Regions from separate parts of the Gossypium hirsutum genome. Here region 1 is linked to region 2. A link is a contact called in public Hi-C data. All regions are on one chromosome and are shown on one strand. Each heading gives the region's core, a stretch centred on a gene start, on an enhancer-like site or on the middle of the called end of the contact. The rest is flanking DNA. Distances are from core to core; before and after follow the strand shown. Region 1 holds the start of LOC107913782. Region 2 holds the start of LOC107913641 (mitochondrial zinc maintenance protein 1, mitochondrial).

What was found. A called contact is a pair of places that touch in the nucleus more often than the background predicts.
Region 1: a Hi-C map of leaf shows a contact between it and region 2, with 1.8 times the contacts expected there. The contact joins the promoter of LOC107913782 here to the promoter of LOC107913641 in region 2. A contact is called at or near these places in 2 of 34 Hi-C or Micro-C datasets (both in leaf).

Annotation. Positions count from the first base shown.
Region 1 is chrD08:13,030,254-13,034,727 of Gossypium_hirsutum_v2.1, forward strand. LOC107913782 reads right to left here and starts at 1,604. Exons shown (of 1, transcript XM_016842416.2): 1 at 96-1,604. The coding sequence starts at 766. The coding sequence ends at 242.
Region 2 is chrD08:12,741,390-12,746,017 of Gossypium_hirsutum_v2.1, forward strand. LOC107913641 (mitochondrial zinc maintenance protein 1, mitochondrial) reads left to right here and starts at 1,365. Exons shown (of 2, transcript XM_016842293.2): 1 at 1,365-1,786; 2 at 1,983-2,296. The coding sequence starts at 1,546. The coding sequence ends at 2,074.

The sequences.
Region 1 (4,474 bases), core at 354-2,853, 290 kb after region 2:
TCATATCACTAACGTGTGGTTGATCAGTTCTTCCCTAAACCAAGCATTTAAAGGATGAAACCAATACCAACCACAAAAACAGCAACAAATAAATATGAGTTCAAGGTCTAAACCCATTAAAAAAGTTGAGTCCATCAATTTCGATATATTAACTAAAAACCCAATTCAATTTAACCCAAGGTTCATCCAAATCGTTTTCATGAACCTCCGCAGTTAATTTATTCTACCCCCACAAATTCCTCTAAATTGAAGAAAAAGAAGACTTATTTCTAAGTTTGCTTACTTGCCCCTTACTATCAACGCACTCCAATCCGCAGCCGCACTGTGGGCACTCGTAAAAATTGTCAATAGGAAAGCTAGCAGATGCAATCCCCACCGAAAATTCCAGCTCATCTTCATCTCTAACAACCTCCACGATGTTGAGCCATAAAAACAGGACCTTGACACTGATTCCACTCAGGTTTTTGAGCCTGTTGTTGGAGATGATCCCGCTGATCGTGGATTTGTATTTGAGTTGATAAGACCCTTCCAGTGAGAAGCTACACGAACCCTCTAAGTAGGCATGGAACCGACCGGTGGATTCATCTAAATCGTACTTTAAGACGCCTTGTGGGAGAAGCCCAACGGGGAAGTTGTAGCCTTGGAGGACTTCGTAGGGTGAAAGGGAGTCGCCAGTAAGGTTGAGGGGGGATGACGTGGCGAGTGGGGTGTGGAGGAAGAGGAGGAGGGCGGCTGCGAAAGTGGTGATGGGCGGAAGGAAAGCCATTGCTTTGTTTAGGTTAGGCAGCGAAAGAGGACAGTGGAGGAAGAAGAGGGGAAAGGAGATGCCTTGTTACCGAGTGCGTGTCGGGGGGGGTTGGCCGCTTTGGTTAATGAGTGATGAGTAATGATTGACTTTAAGGGAGGAAAGAGCCACATAGTATTTGGCTGTCGTGGAGCACGTTGTTAACTGGAAATGAGACAAATCGGGACGCAGATATCTAAAGCGGTGACTAAGCTATTATATTTTTGTTGTGTACGCTTAACAGGGTTAACTGGCTAAATTATATTAATCATTTAATAATCAATATTATATTAATCAAAATTTTTAAGTCCACTTTACATTTAAAATACATTGATTAAATTTTAAATACATGTATTACTATATAATTTAATGTGTTAAAACAAATATTTTTAGCATCTACCCCTTAACGGGTTTACAAAATACGAAGGACTAATTATTGGGTTCGCTTTAGTAGATATCTTGAGAAATAAAATAAAATAAATCCTTTTAAATTTTAATGATACACCTTTTTTCATATTTTGGATTCAAATTGTTTATAAGATGAGCAGAAATTAATTTGTGTTTTAAATGTGCTTCATTGTAGCATTTAATACATAAATTAATAATTAGACTTAGATTTAATTGATACAATCTTGATATTTTAAGGATTCAATTATAATATTTTAAAGTTTAAGAATTCATTTAAAATTTGGATGATAGTTTGAAAACTTTTTATAGAATTAACCCTTAAAAACATTTTTTTCAAAATAATTTATATTTCGTCGATTTAGATTTTATTTATTTATCAATTATTAGAGAGAAAAATAACACCATCTTCGAAATCACGAGGTGAATTGCATGATATACTAGTTGTAGACGAGGTCTCAATATTTCTCACCTTTTTTTTTTGCAAATGACAATTTTTTGTTCTTCCGGGCCACTGATTCTAAATGTACAGTGCTGAGGAGATACTCTATGAGGCGACGTCGGGGCTAGCAATTAACTTTGTGAAGTCAGGAATCATGTTTAGTTCAAACACTAGTGGCACCATTCAGGATTTGGTTAAATCTATGTTGGGCATTAATAGCCCTATTGATCATGGGCGTTATCTCGAGCTTCTTTCGTTGGTGGGTCATAACAAGCGGCAAGTCTTTGCTTTGATCAAGGAGCGTCTTAGTAAATGCATTTTTCATTGGTAGAATAAGCTATTGTCTTGGGTAGGTAAAAAGGTCTTGATAAAGAATGTTGCTCAATGTGTTCCCGTGTATAACATGAGTATGTTTTTGTTGCCTATGCCTTCATGTGCTAAGTTGCATAGAATGTTGAACTTGTTCTGGTGGGGTTCTAGTTGGAATTGTCGTAAAGGAGTTCACTGGGCGACGTCGGATCATTTATGCGTCCCTATGAAGTGGGGTGGCATGGGATTTATAGACTTTCATGGTTTAACCTTGGCGTTACTAGGAAAGCAAGTTGTGAGATTGGTTTCAAATCCAAATAGTTTAGTTAGTCGTTTCCTTAAGGCTAAATATTTTTCAAGCTGTAGTCTTTTTGAAACTGATGACGTTACCAATTAATCTTTTATTCGAAAAAGTTTAATGGTTACACATCATCTTGTACATAACGGAATTCAATGGAAAGTTGGTAATGGGTGTGATATTGGAGTTTATCATGATTCGAGGCTTATTAATGATGATATTTTTATGTTGATCCGCTTCTATTACTTGGTATAGAAGATATTTGAGTTTTTGATTTGCTTAATGTGGATGGGTGTTCTTGGAATAGACCATTGATTGAATGTGTGTTTTCGTGAAGTGATTGTGAACAGATATAATAGATCCTAGTTAGTCTCAATCATCATCACCTAGATAAACTTATATGGCTCTTTGCTCTTAATGGACAATATAGTGTAAAGTCGGGTAATATATTAGCAATGAACTTGTATTCAAACATGAATGTTTTAATTTAGGATAGGCTGGGGCAATAGATATGGCATTTGCGTATCCTTCCACATGTGAATGAGTTTCTTTGCCACTGTTAACATTCTTTTCTTCTGGTTAAAAAGTTGGCTTCTTGAAAGGGTATTACCGTTACGCAAATTTGTAGGAAGGGTGATAGGAAAGAGCACATTGAGCATGCATTGTTGCACTGTTGTAAGGCACAAGCTGTTTGGACTACAACAATGGTACCTATAGATGGGGTTACTTGGTCGAATTTCTTGTCGGGATTGCTCTCTATGTCGAACAATGAGGTTCAGAGACAAAGGCTTGTGTTGTTGTGGCAAATCTGGTCGAATAGGAACTTATCTTTATAGCAACATCATGAGCTTCCACCATCTCGGGTCCTTTGTAACGTCAATTGTTTCATTCAAGAGCGGATACTTACAAAATGCTGATTATTCAACAGTTGAGTCCTAACTGCCTCGGGATGGAGGATGGGGGTGACGTCGGGATGAGAGAGGGATTGTCAGAGGCTACAAGGTGGAAACCACCTCCTTCGGGCTGTTTAAATGTAATGTTGATGCCGTTTTTTTTGTAGATGAATCAACTGTTGAGGTTGGATAAGTTCTTTGAGACAATCGTAGTGTTTAGATAAAAAGGGTTATCGACATTTGAGAGGGTGACATTTAGGCCTCAGTTAGCTGAGGCCTTCACCATCCGGGAGGCCTTGCTGTGGCTGAAATCTAATCATTACAATCACATCATCGTTGGGTCAGATTGTGCGTTAGTGGTGCATGCGTTGGATCGATCCATTGTTGATGACTCAAAGTTCGACTGTTTTATTTCAGATTGTTTAATGCTAAGTAATTCGTTTTAGCACTTATCCTTTAATTGGGTACGTCAGTCAGCTAATAAGACAACTCATTCGCTTTCTCAAGTAGCCTTATTGCATGCCAATTACACTAAACAGTCTACTTTATCGTCTTCATTTTTAGATGTTTTGAATGATAGTAATGTTCCTATTTTGTCTAATAGGGATGTTGGATAATAAGATATGGGGTGAGCCTATTAGATTGGGTCTTAGTGTTCCTCCTCGTTAGTCGTTAATTTTGGTCGATTTGTTTTTTTTTTTAATATTAAGTTTACTTAAAAGAAATAAGGCCGTCTTAATAATTTTGTTAAAATTTTCAAAAGTAAATATAAATATTCAAAATTATACCGTACTAGATTATGTCATAATTATGAGAGTGAAATTTAAAAAATAATATTTTTAAGATAATAGTAATTTTAAAAATAGAGATGACTTATTATTAACCTTTTTTAAGCCTAAAAGAATTAACAAAATTTTAAGATAAATGTGATTTTTGGAAGGGGAGATTTTTTTTAAGGAGTGATTGTCTTTTAAGAGAGAGAAAAGATCAATTAAATAGCGGACTATATATATAATATTTGATATAGTGTTAGTGAAGATTTTTAGGCTTCAGTAGGGATAAGGGGTTTTGACAAGTATATTATAAAAGTATAATAAAATATTAAAAATAATAAATATTTAGAAAAAAAACACATGATAATTTTTTAAGATTATTTGTGGAATAAAAAAATTGTTAATATACCAAATACTAATTCGTGTGATTTGATTTATCGCACGAAATTGAAGTATAGATATGATTATAATTATTTTCAGATTTACTAGCTATAATTATATTAGTCCAATGCAATAAAAATATTTATCTGGAAAATTTATTAGATGATTTATTATCCTTATTTTTAAGAA
Region 2 (4,628 bases), core at 115-2,614:
CTTAGGACTAACGACTCTAAGGGAAAATTTAGGTAAGTGAAGCCGAGAGGAGATCTTATAGGGCACTAATTCGATAGTCCCGAGTTAGTTGGTGAGGTCTAGAGATAAACCGAACTAATTTGTCTAAGTTGGTAAAGTGGAAACCAAGAGGTAAACTTGCACAAATTTAGGAGTTTAAGTGGTTTAGATCTCGAGTCCAAAAGTTAATTAGCAACACAGAAGTTAACCAACCGCTGTCTGTTATTAATTTGTTAATTAGCAACACAGAAGTTAACCAACCACTGTCTGTTATTAATTTGTTAATTTCATAAGTTTACTTATTTTACAATTTGGTCCTTTTTAGTGATTAGTTAGCAAACTAGTGTAATTAATCTCTTGTATAACCTACTGTAATATAATGCTTAGTGAGGAGTTAGCTAGACTCCTTTAATCGGATGTTAATTAATTAGGGATCATTTAATCACTGACTCATTTGGGTTCGATCCTTAGAAAACTCTAATGTTTTATTGAACATTATAAATATTACAACTCGACACTGTCCGCTTGCAGTTAAAATCAAACTTTTAAATTATTTTATAAAATTGTTTGTCACTCGTGCACGCGATCAGGTATCCACTGGGGTAGTTCAGTGACTTATCCTTTACGTTCTGTAGGCCCATTAAGGGGGTAGACACTGGTCACGAGTTTTAAAGCCGCTCCATACCTAGGGTGAGTATCGAACTGTCAACTATTGGTTAAGGTAAGAGAGACGCATTGAATCTCACCTAACTCCCGTGGTTGATATGACTTAACTTTTAGTTAAGCGTTGACATCATTTCCTTTGATATATATATTGACTTAATTTCCAATGTATAGCAGCTTTTAGGGCTTCTTCCATTTTATTGTAATATTTTAGGAACAAATCTCAAAATTATACATAAATTTTTATTAAATGTGCAATTGTATACATGAATTTTAATTTGGTGCTATTGTATACATGAAACTCTAATTGTGGTTCAAATGCATACTTCAAACTTTAATTTTGATTTAATCATACACATTTAAAGAAATAAATACATCAATTTATTTTTATATTGGATAAATATAATTATTCATGTATGCAATATATAAACATAAAATGATGTTATATCAATAATTGTGTTAATAATTTACAATAATTGGATCAAATCATAATTTTATGTATAAAATTACAAAAAATTGAAGTTCATATATACAATTGCACATTAAATCATAGTTCATGTATAGTGTTGGGATTTATCCCTAACATTTTATATATAAATAGAATTATTTTTTGAAAAAAATTGTTCAATAATTTTTTTTATAAATATATATTTAATATTATTTTTAAAAAAGAAAAACTTGTTAAAGAAAAAAGGTAAATTAACTCTCTTTTTTAATAGCGTGCAAAATCTTAAATAATTATAGTTGAAGAAACGACAGCGTCTCGAAGTTAGTAGCAGCAAATTCTGGCAAGCAAGCAGCAGCGCAGAATTAGAAGGCAGACTCCGAGTGAGTGAGAGAGAGAGAGAGAGAGAGAAGTGAAAGATGGTAAGAGGAGAAGCACTAAGCGCGTATAGGGCTCTTCTAAGAGCCACCCGCAAATCATTTGCCGGCGACACCTTGATGTTGAACGCCTCTGCCGTTGAGGTGCGTCAGAAATTCGAAGCCAATCGTCATGTCACCTCGGAGCCTGAGATCCAGAAATTCCTCGAGGAAGCACGTGAGGCCTCCCATTTCATTTCCACCATGATCGTTCAAGCCAAGCTCAACGAACGCGGCGGCTACGGTAACTTATCTTTTTGTTCATGTTTTCCATTCAATTTTACATGCACGTCTTGTGTGAATGCCTCATATTCTATGATCACCACCTGTTCGATGCATTGTCTGTTTGACCTCTTGTAAGAATACTTTTTCTCTCTCTTCAACTACTTAACTGCTTAGTTAAGGTTCGTCATGTTAAGCGCTGTTGCTGATTGCTGCAGAGGTGAAGCCAAGTAAGGAGCATGCAGGAGCTACATTGGAGATTCCTTCCGAAGAGATCATCAGAAAATCTGCATCACAGTCTAAACAATGAACTTGGGCTTTTATCAGATGCACTACTGCTCTATTTGTTTGCTATTTTTGCTGTCTGCTAGTGGAAACATTTGACCCTTGAGCTTACTTCTGTTGCAAAACTTGGTAGAGATCTATCCAAAGCAAAAACCATTTTAATGGGTTGCTCTAAAATTTTATTCAATGTGAAACAATTATGTGGCAAATTTTGCCTTGGTTTATGAGAGGTTCGTCTTATTAATAAGTTTCAGTATTGTACCATGATTCTGACACAGCATTGACTAAGTGATAGAGAAGAAGAAAAATAGACTCTCCTCTACTATAATTTTTACTTAATAAAGTCCCTATTATGTAAAACAAGCCTTCTAGCAGTGTGATTTGTGCATTTTACAATGTATCAATGCCTTGAGTTCAAGATATATTAAACTAGAGGTATCACAATCTATGGATACTTAGTTATAAAGCCGGCTACATCTTGAAAGTTATTAAGATTAGGTACTTGATGGTTATGCACAAATTTCTGATTCTATGGAAGACACCAAACAGCTGTAGTCTGATTGAATGATGTCGAAAACGGATAAGCTTTGTGCCTTTACTGTAATTATCTAGCAGCGTTCTCTGTCAAGAAGAAGTTTAACCTGAAGCATTCATATTAAGACAATGTTAAAGAGGGAAAAGAAAACAAGTGAAGTGAAATCAGTTTATATTCTACAGTTCGACTGTCTAAGCACTCACTGTGTTGGTAGTTCATTTTGTATTATGATCATTCATGGGATATAATATGGTTTTTTTCTCTTCTCAAAGACATTTTAGAGCTGTTGACACATTTGGGTTTATGGTAGAGTTTCTACCAGTCACTTGGTTATGGTCAGATTATTTCTGCAACAGCTCAAAGTTGCAATGTCTGTCACCAATGATGAAAATGAAGGCCTTGTATGACACTACCAACTTCAAAAGTTCAGGAAAAGCTTTGGTCTAATGCTGCAGTGCACCTGCAATTTATCAAAACTGGAGGGGCTAAAGAATGAGGTTGATGTTATAGTAGCCCTAATCACTTCATTCATGTGTATTGCATCATTGATTTGACAGAATCATGTGGACTTGAACCAAATAGGATTTGATGATGATGCCCCTCTCCTTTCATGCAAAACACCATTGCTGCTGAAACAGTCATTAATCAACCCACCATGTATTTTCAGTAGTGATTGCCAAAATGATGTCTTTAGCATTATACAACTGACTGATAAGTACTTGATGAACCTGTGAAATTAATTTCATTTAGTGATTTGAACTATGGTCCACTGTTTGTGACTTGTTCACAAGGAAACAGACAATTTTCTGAAATCTGAAAGGGATTTGATTTGAAGGCGAAAGCAAGGAGCTCCAACGCCAATGGTCTTGCTGCATGTGCATAATTAGATCTTCTGCAAGAAGGCAACCTACCAGATCTTCTAATCACATGTTTTAGCTTTAATATGTTCTTCACTCTAACCTATTTCAGCACCCATTATGCAGATAGCCCAGGTCAGCCGGAAAAAGAGTTCATGATCAAAAAGGCTCTTTTAGCCTTTTCTTAATATATATTGGCTTAATAACTTTTTTTGACCCTTTTACTGTAAATAAATTCTCAGTTTGGTAACTTAAGATTTTTTTTTATTCACCTTTGACTCCCGTACTGTCATCGCATTACCCCATTTTACATTTTGGTTAAAAAAATCCCATCAACCAATGAAACAATGCCACATGTTAAAAAAAAAGTAAGTCCAAAAATAGTTAAGTTCAAAAAACATTATAAAGTAAAACATATAAACAAAATCTTAAAAATTTAATATTTTCTAAAAACATAAAATTCCAATGAAAAAAACTAAAAAAATTTGGGCTTTTTAAAAATTGAGGGAACTATATGCGAAATGATAGTACAGGGACCAAAATGATAAAAACTTAATCTTGAGATAACAAAATGAGAAACTGTAAAATATAAGGACCAAAATAGCTATTAAGCCTAGTTGAGAAGGCAAAGCATGAAGTAGTGTAACCAGGTAGCGTCCCCTTTGGATCAACTCACTAACGCTGCTAATACAAGTGGAAGCAAGCTATTCAACATTTCAAATTTGTTTCCCACTAATGATGTGTGAACTACGTTTTGATTTGCTATCAAGTTTTTGCATTTCACTTCAAATTTCAATTTCCGCCTACTTCACCTTTTCCTTTGCTCCCAACATATATGAGCAAGGCAACCTTTGAACTACAGGGGATCATGGGCCGGGCGGCCCGGCCCGGCCCGACGGCCCGTTCAAAATATGGGAGGGTTTGGGTAAAAATATAGGCTCGAAATATGGGCTTGGGAAAAAAAGAGGCCCGTTTAGAAAATGGGCCGGGCCTCGGGCACCATTTTTTGGCCCGGGCCCTACCCGGCCCAGCCCGGCCCAGCCCGATATAATAAATATATTTATTTTTAAAAATTTTAAAATATTTTTTACATACTTTTTTTAATTTTTTTTAATTTTAAATATTTTTAAAATACTTTTTTTAAATTTTTTAATTTTAAAATATTTTTAAAATATTTTTTTTAATTT